Linked DNA regions of Mus musculus: region 2 is linked to region 1. Evidence: chromatin contacts called from public HiChIP or PLAC-seq data. All regions are on one chromosome and are shown on one strand. Each heading gives the region's core, a stretch centred on a gene start, on an enhancer-like site or on the middle of the called end of the contact. The rest is flanking DNA. Distances are from core to core; before and after follow the strand shown. Region 1 has its middle 3.8 kb from the start of n-TTagt4. Region 2 holds the start of H2ac12 (H2A clustered histone 12).

Region 1 (4,261 bases), core at 1,216-3,715:
AACACTAGGACGAAGCACCCACAAAGCAAGCTCAGTAGGATAGAGTCTAGGCAGCACTCCTGTCAACTGAAGGCCATCCCACTGTTGCCAAGCAACGCATCTAAACACAGGCATGTGCACTCTGACCAATGGGAAAGCCGAGGCCCAACAGCGGTGGTAGAGGGTCTCAGCAGGTTTGCTGAGCATATGCAAGATCTGATCTGGGAAATTGGCTTACTAGCTCAACTTAGTATGGTCTTGTCTTTGAGAGGCCAAGCCTTTGTTGGAGACTCCTCAAGCCTGCACTGGTTTAGTCTCCAAGGACACTTTTCTAAAACATGTCAGTCACCTTGCCCTTTGTTTGCAACCAGTTCTAAGGAGAAAATGCCACTGAGCCTCCACTATGGTCTATGGGGATTTAGCTGGAGTCACCAGGCAAGGAAGATGACTTTGGTGACACCAGAAGCAGTGACAAGAGCAACATATTTCTTTTTTTTTCCCTCTCTACTTAATGGTCAAATAGGTCAAAGAAGAAATAAAGAAAAACATCAAAGACATTCTAGAAGGCACAACATACTTCTTTTTTTTTTGGTTTTTCGAGACAGGGTTTCTCTGTATAACCCTGGCTGTCCTGGAACTCACTCTGTAGACCAGGCTGGCCTCGAACTCAGAAATCTGCCTGCCTCTGCCTCCCAAGTGTTGGGATTAAAGGCGTGCACCACCACTGCCCCACTAACATACCAAAATTTATGGGACACAATGAAATCAGTGCTAAGAGGAAAAATCATAGCATTAAGTGCCTTCATTTAAAAAAATGAAGATTTCTCATAATAACAATTTAAATGTAACCTGAAAGTTCTGGGGAAAAAAAAAAAAGAAGCAAACACACCCGTTGCAGGAAATATTAAAAAATCGACCAGCATGTTTCCGCCCTTGTGCCGCAACTCTCGGGCCCCTGAGTGGTCCTGAGAGCTCTGTCTCTAGTTAGCCCCCTCAGCAACAGATTGCTGTGTTCCCAGCTCTGGTTTGCTTGACTCTGGAGCTGATAGTTCCCTCTCTGCCATAAACTCCTGTAGTCAGTGGTCCCACATTTCAGTAACAGAGTAAGTCAAAACTCTTGAAGCTTATAATTAACTAGTTAGATTTATATATCAATAAATTCTCAATACACAAGATGCCAATACAATAATTTCAGAGTCAATTGGTAATGATAAAATCTGCCCACCTAGATTAGACAAATTATTCCAATATTCTAACCTTTATGAGGTCATGACTACCAATGGCTGGTTAAAGCCACTCTGGTTCACAACTCCGCCTCCACCTTGACCTTCCTCCTTCTGAGACACTCTGTCTCTGCAACTCCTAGCTCAGCCTTCCTTCCCCCTGTCTAATCACAGGCTTCCTGCTGCACTAATATTTTAATCTGATCGGACAGGGAAAATTCTGTCACAGATTAAGTTGCAAGGGTCTGAAAAACACCGAAGGAAGGAAGACCCCAGACTCAGATTTGCATATACAAAGACAAAGAGCGTTTATTCTGCAGAAACAGCTAGCATGTCAGGATTTCCATTGTTTCCAAGTGACAACCTCCACAGCACATCGAGTTCCTTTTAAAACAGGACTGCTTAGTTGTTTCTGAGAAAACAGCAGACTTCTAAAATTTAGGGCATATTCCATCATAAACCGAATGTTGTAAAGAAGATATGTACCACAGGACCCCAGGTGCAAAAACAGGGGCTAAGATATTGACTGAGTTTGTCAAAACTTCAATGACAGCTTAGTTATAGTCTAAAAATTTTCCACGACTGCAAGCTACTAACAAATGGTGAAAGTTTAGCCAGATAATTGCTCTTAGTGTATGCGCACATAGGCATTCTCTGTTATAACCTCCTATTCAATTTTTGATTGAATTTATGTGCAGACCTGCAGTGTTTTGTTTTGTTTTGTTTTTTCCATGAGAACACATGCTCTGAGTCTTACAAGTACTGAGAATAAAGGGCAGAGATAACTCCCTCTCCCCTTTTCTCCTGGAGATTTCAATTTAGCGAAGTGCAATTCCCTGCCAAGACTTTACCTAGCCTCCAGCTACTTTGAGATTCTTACTGGAGGCTGCAGAAGGCAGCCTTAAGGTCAAGTGGATCAGTGGCAGACTGCAGAAGCAGAATCTTCCCCCCAGTAGAGATAGCAAATGGCTTAAATGGTCCTAGGCTTAGTTTTTGAATGGGATATGAAAAATGAACTCCTCAAAAATACAATCATATGAATAACCACATCAAATGTAAATGGAGCAGAGGATTCAAACCCAGAGATTGTTGAACTGGATTATAAAATAAAGCAGAAAGAAGGAGCCAATTATAGTTTGCTTCAGAAAGCACCCTAAGAGCCCAGATGTGGTGGTGTGGTTGGGGCCGGTAAGACCCATAGAATAGAAAAACAGAAACAGCTGCACAGTCTGGCACTGTCCTTGAGCATACAGCTCTCACACCTCCCTCCCTCCTTAATAAGCCTTTCAGAGACCTTGAAGGAGGGACAAAGAGTCTGCTGCATGGTTTAGTCCCTGACAAAATGCTTATGTGAGATGTTCCTACATGCTCCAAGCAGCCCTCCTTTCCTCCACATCCATGCCATCTTTAGAATCCTACTTTAAGGTTTTAAAACAACTAAAAGCTTACCATATTCAGCAGACAAAGAAGCAGAAGCCACATAAAAAGCACCATTTTGCTGTACTCACTGTAAGTTTTCTTTACAAACCATACTTCACCTGACCCTGTGCATGCACATTAAAGCCGTTTTAACGTTCTGTCTTTAGAGTTCTGTCTCTTTGATCAGAATCCCACAATAGTATGTCCATCTCAAATCCCAGTACCTGGCAGACAGAGACAGGAAGAGTACTGCGAGTTCCAGGCAAGCCTAGGCTACAGAATCAGACCCTGTCTCCAAAGAGACATAGAAAAAGAAAGGAAGAAGGAAGTGAGGAGGGACAGACAGACAGAAAGACACAGAGTTACTGTGGAAGCTGAGAGAAGCAGGCCTGGTGGTGCCTGTAATCCCAGCTTCCTAGAGGCTAAGGTAGGAGATTGTAACAAATGCAAAGTCACCCTGGGCTATGAGGTGAGCTCCAGGCCAGCTTGGGATCCAGAAAGAAAGAACAAAGACTTGGAAATTTATTATTTGATTTTTGAGACAAAGTTTCAGTGTGTAGCCCAGGCTGACTAAGAATTAACCACAATCCTCCTTATTACTGGGGTTACAAGTGATCACCAACCACATGCCTGAATTAGACCACTGATCTCAAAAGCAGGGGGAGTAAGTAGAGGTTGGTGTAGACTGTGGCAAAGGAGAGATCCTGGGGACTCAGACAGAGACAGATAAAGAGCAGAGGGAATAGACATTTCACACGTGGTGCTGCTGAAACCAACAGGACTTTTAATAATTTGAAGGGTGTTAATAGGTGAGAGAAGTTGGATCTTACCACAGGCTTTAAGGAGGATTGTTGGTTGGGGAGTGTCCTAGTTACTGTTCTATTGCTGTGAAGAGATACCATGACCAAGGCAGCTTAGAGAAGAAAGCAATTAACTGCGGGCTTCCTTACAGTTTCAGAAGGAAAGCCCATGACTATCATGGAAGGAACCATGGCAGCAGGTAGCAAGACTTGGTGCTGAGGCAGTGGATAAGAGCTTACAGAGAGAGTGAGACTGGGCCTGACTTGGGCTTTTGAAACCTGCAAGCCCACTTCCAGTGACACACCTCCTTCAGTAAGGCCACATTTTCCTAATACTTCCTAAACAGTTCACCAACTGGGAACCAAACATTCAAATATATGAGTTTATGGGAGCAGTTCTCATTAAAACAAATACAGTGAGTTTAGCTTGTGACATACATGTCTGGGACTTGGTTGGAACTCCATCTCTAGTGTCTCAGGAACCACTGACTCCAAACACCCCACAGTGGAATGTTGTCATAATTAGAAAGTATGCTTGAGTGGTTTCTGTGTGATCATGATTAAGGTGTGGCACCAGGCAGTTTAAAATTTAGTTGTCTGTGTTTGATGGCCAAAGATCCTGAGCTTATGTGGAACTGTAGACTTCAGCCTCTGTGTTAGACATTAAAGGAAACACTACAGCAGACCACACGGACAGTGGACTGTGGCGAGTCTGGAGCATACCAGTGTTTGGAAGCCATTTTCTGCAATGTGGTTGTTTTCTTCTTCATCTCATTCCTAAAGTCCCTGCTTGGACTCCAGGTCAGAAGAGCTGGCCCTCAGCTTTTCCCTAACATTCTC
Region 2 (4,302 bases), core at 1,687-4,186, 180 kb before region 1:
GTTCTGATTTTTGATTTTCAGAGACAGGGTTTCTCTGTATAGCCCTGGCTGTCCTGGAACTCACTCTATGGACCAGGCTGGCCTAAAGACCCACCTACCTCTCTCTCCCAAGTGCTGGGATTAAAGGAATATGCCACCACCACCCAAAATTAATTCTTTTAAGGGGCATTAATGTAGCAAATTAAACTTTTAATAATTCAAATATAAGCATACAATTAAAATCTTGTTTTATCCAAAGTTAAGTGAAACTAATATATGTGACTGAGGATGGAGGAAATGCGAGACAGGTAAAAGGAAAAGAAGGGAATCTATCCTGGAACCTTGTACTGGAATCTTGTCCTGACCTTCATAATTTTAACCAAATTATTTAAGCTTTGTGCATTAATTTTGCTGTTTATGAGCACTGATCTTACTTCTGATTCATAACAGCTGTTAATTCTGTTCTCTCCATAGGAACAAAGTGAGATCCACATGAAAGGAGAGTAATGGCCATTGCAATGAAAGCTAAGGCCTTACTCCCACCAGGTTTTCTATTAAATCAGTGAATTTTAAGAATTTCAGAGAAAAAAAATTATCTTTGTAATGTCAAAATGATATATTTTTGAAAACTGGCTTACTAATCTAGAGTTAAGAACATCAGCATCCTACTGAGAGTTTGGGAGTTGAAAAAGCTTAATCCAAGACTAATAAAATAAACCTGAAGGTTGAATCTATCATCATTCAAAAACAGGGGGTGGGGGGAGCCCTATTTATCAGATATAGCTGAGGCAGGGGGCCAGGATTGTTACATAATGAGTCCCAAATCAGCCAGGGCTCCATAGCTAGAGCCTGTCTCAAAAACAAACAAAACCCTGGATAGTAGAGACCTACAGTACTAACTGAAGAAACATGCAAGCATTATTTCTCTTAAGCGTCTCATGAAGTTGAAATAGGCAGCATACTGCACTAGTGGTTTCCTCCCATCAGCTACCTGATATCTGCCTAAGGGTTATAAACACTGCCGTTGTTAAGAGTGAATGGGACAGAGCAGAGAAAATTGGACTTGGGAAACTCTAGAAAGCTCACTTTACACCATCCCTCCATTTACTTGTGATAGATACCTTCTCCAATTAATTACCTCCACCCTTGCTCTTTGCTTTGAAAATAGTTTTCTTTATATCCCTCTAGATTGCTTCCAGCATTAAAAAAAATAAAATAAAATAGTAAATACTACCTCAGATTTGTGTAAAGATTAAATGGGCTGGGCAGTGGTGGTGCACGCATTTAATCCCAACACTTGGGAGGCAGAGGCATATGGATTTCTGAGTTCGAGGCCAGCCTGGTCCAGGGCTACACAGAGAAACCCTGTCTCGAAAAAAAAAAAATTAAATGGGTTCATATGCTTGGCATGTTGATAAGCACTCAAGAAGTGATTACAGTCATTTTATATGTTTTCAGAATATTAACCTAACAGGCAAATTTCTAATAAAGACTTGGATGGATAGAAAACTTGTTCTGCTTGATAAAATATTCCAGTCTGACCTTGCTCACCTGTAAGATCACCTCCAGGAGAAAGCAATCCATCCTGTATTCTCAATATCTGTATCCTTAAAGCTTAGACAGGGAAGAGGCAAAAATGTTTCCCTTTAAATAAATTGTCCCCCATGGGTCCCCTCTGCCTCCACACCACACCCCAGGGTTTCACTGTGCAGCCCTGACTGTTCAAACTCACTCGGTAGACTAGACCGGCCTCAAACAGGCATCCACCTGGCTTTGCCTTCAGAGTGCTGGGTTCAAATAAAGGCAGGCACAACTACAGCAAGGTTTAAATCGTTGGTTTTGTCTGGTTTGGCTTAACTAGCCTCCATTTAACTTTTTTTAACAGGAGACCGGATCTTGTAAGCTAACCTAGCCAGAATTTCTAACACAGAACACGATTTTAAGATCCTAATCTTACTTCTACTTACCAGAACACAAGCATTATAGATGCGCTCCACCTCATCCAAACTTACGCAGCAATGGGGACTAAGCTGAGCTTCAGGTATGCCAAACACTCTCCCAGCTGAATTTACACCCTCAGCCCTGACCTGATTTTGAACAAATTACGCCAGAATACAATATAACTTTAAGTCAAAAGGTCATTGTGGCTTACACAAAACTGGGAGACCCTGACCGAGACAAGCAACTCTGTAGTGCATTCAACACTACATACACCTGCCACAGGAATCAAGAGCCGTACTCGAAGGTGAATTCATGTTTGCAGCTCTAATACTGGTGGTTTAGTGGCTCTTAAAAGAGCCTTTGGTGCTAGACGTCAACCCTATTGAGAAGTTTACTTGGCGCTAGTATACTTGGTGACAGCCTTGGTGCCCTCCGACACGGCGTGCTTGGCCAGCTCCCCGGGCAGCAGCAGGCGCACGGCCGTCTGGATCTCCCGGGACGTGATGGTCGAGCGCTTGTTGTAATGCGCCAGGCGGGACGCCTCGCTCGCGATGCGCTCGAAGATGTCGTTCACGAACGAGTTCATGATGCCCATGGCCTTGGAGGAGATGCCGGTGTCGGGGTGCACTTGCTTCAGCACCTTGTACACGTACACCGAGTAGCTCTCCTTGCGGCTGCGCTTGCGCTTCTTGCCGTCCTTCTTCTGGGCCTTGGTGACGGCCTTCTTGGAGCCCTTCTTCGGGGCGGGAGCGGACTTCGCAGGCTCAGGCATGGCGTAGAAATGAATAGAAAACAAAGCTGAACACCCAACAGGACAAGCAGATAGGAACACCACGGGTACTCTTTATCTAGAACTTCGTATGCAAATAAAGTGAAATGCCCTTGTCTGGGTAGTGGTCACTCAGAGAAAAGGCTGAGCCTGCTTTTACCCAATGAGAATACACAACTCCCAAAACCTCGTTTCCATTGGTTAAGTTGAACTCACAATGCTAACCAATGACGGGCCTCCTTTTTCGCGCCCTGGCTTGACTATAAAAATCTACAGAGTTTCCCTTTGTTTCTGCTGTTTAGCTAACGCTTACCAGGGAAGTTTTAAGTTGTACAATATGTCTGGACGCGGTAAGCAGGGCGGCAAGGCTCGCGCCAAGGCCAAGACCCGCTCCTCCCGGGCCGGCCTGCAGTTCCCCGTGGGCCGCGTGCACCGGCTGCTCCGCAAGGGCAACTACTCGGAGCGCGTGGGCGCCGGCGCCCCGGTGTACCTGGCGGCCGTGCTGGAGTACCTGACGGCCGAGATCCTGGAGCTGGCGGGCAACGCGGCCCGCGACAACAAGAAGACGCGCATCATCCCGCGCCACCTGCAGCTGGCCATCCGCAACGACGAGGAGCTCAACAAGCTGCTGGGCCGCGTGACCATCGCGCAGGGCGGCGTCCTGCCCAACATCCAGGCCGTGCTGCTGCCCAAGAAGACCGAGAGCCACCACAAGGCCAAGTGAAGCAGGTTTCAATATCTCCCAAAGGCTCTTTTCAGAGCCACACACAAAGTCCAGAAAGAAGCTGGTACATGTAAATCTAAGATCTCCTTTGTGAAGTGATAGTACTAATTCCAACCACGTGGTGAGTAAGCTGCAGTCCAGTGTAAATGTGTTCTCTCCGCGTGGGACTTAAGCATTCAAGTTTAACCCTTCTAGGAATATTTGGATCTTGAAACTGCTTTCTTGGTCTTTTTTTCATCAAGTATTTTTTGTTTTTTCAGACAATCTCATTAAAACCCACTGTAGGACAAGCCAGTCTGCCTCTGCCTTGGATATTGGGACTTTGACCTTCCCAAGCTGGCATAATCTATCATAGACACCAGGTCTGGTTAACCTTCAACAGATGAGGTTTTACTTTTTTTTTCCACTTTGCAGCAGAACATGTTAGAAGACTTTACAGGTCTTAATGCTGCTTAACTGGTGTGTGTGCATGCCCACCTGCTAGCCAGAAGTAAACGATCAATTTTAAGTTACTTTTTTTTTCTTCTAAATCCCCATAATGTTTTCACAAATCTTACTGCTCAAAGGAGCAGAAACTCGGGGGGGGGAGGGGGGGTAAGAGCCTGCCTGGTAACGAAGGGGATAAAGTCCTCAACTTGACCCAAGAATAAAATTTAACAAAACAGTGTAAAGAATATGTGTGCTCTGCAGTTCATTTCTAAAAATAGAGCCTAATTAATTGTGTTGAAATAATGATTCCAAGTTCAGTATTATTGATCTGAGAGGCTACAAAATTGTAAGCAGTTGGTGTGACCTAGTGTGTCACTACTGAGAACTTCAGTAACGCCAGCCACTTGCAAAGAGAGAAGCTGGAAAAGGAGTTCCAACAGCAGCCCATGAAACAGGAAAT

The links. HiChIP or PLAC-seq counts read pairs in DNA pulled down with a chosen protein or histone mark.
Region 2: an H3K27ac HiChIP or PLAC-seq map of embryonic stem cells shows a contact between it and region 1, with 18 read pairs. The contact joins the promoter of H2ac12 here to the enhancer-like site in region 1. A contact is called at or near these places in 8 of 39 promoter capture datasets (the 3T3-L1 cell line, the SN4741 cell line, cranial neural crest and 5 more), 6 of 15 datasets of contacts at CTCF or cohesin (CD8 T cells, the NIH/3T3 cell line, embryonic stem cells and 3 more), 37 of 484 Hi-C or Micro-C datasets (B cells, the Ba/F3 cell line, ECoMG-derived neutrophils and 21 more), 48 of 115 datasets of contacts at active chromatin or transcription factors (the 230-238 cell line, CD8 T cells, the HPC-7 cell line and 29 more) and 5 of 9 other capture datasets (adipose tissue, embryonic stem cells, liver and 2 more).

Annotation. Positions count from the first base shown.
Region 1 is chr13:21,857,650-21,861,910 of GRCm38.p6, reverse strand. No RefSeq gene overlaps it. Among named protein-coding and RNA genes, the nearest start is that of n-TTagt4, 3.8 kb to the right of the region's middle. Within about 2 kb of position 2,465, at least 7 of the 459 cell types and tissues checked have an H3K27ac peak or open chromatin away from gene starts, as enhancers often do.
Region 2 is chr13:22,034,277-22,038,578 of GRCm38.p6, reverse strand. It overlaps H2ac12 (H2A clustered histone 12), which reads left to right and starts at 2,936. Exons shown (of 1, transcript NM_175659.2): 1 at 2,936-3,457. The coding sequence starts at 3,027. The coding sequence ends at 3,413. It overlaps H2bc12 (H2B clustered histone 12), which reads right to left and starts at 2,758. Exons shown (of 1, transcript NM_175665.2): 1 at 2,259-2,758. The coding sequence starts at 2,692. The coding sequence ends at 2,312.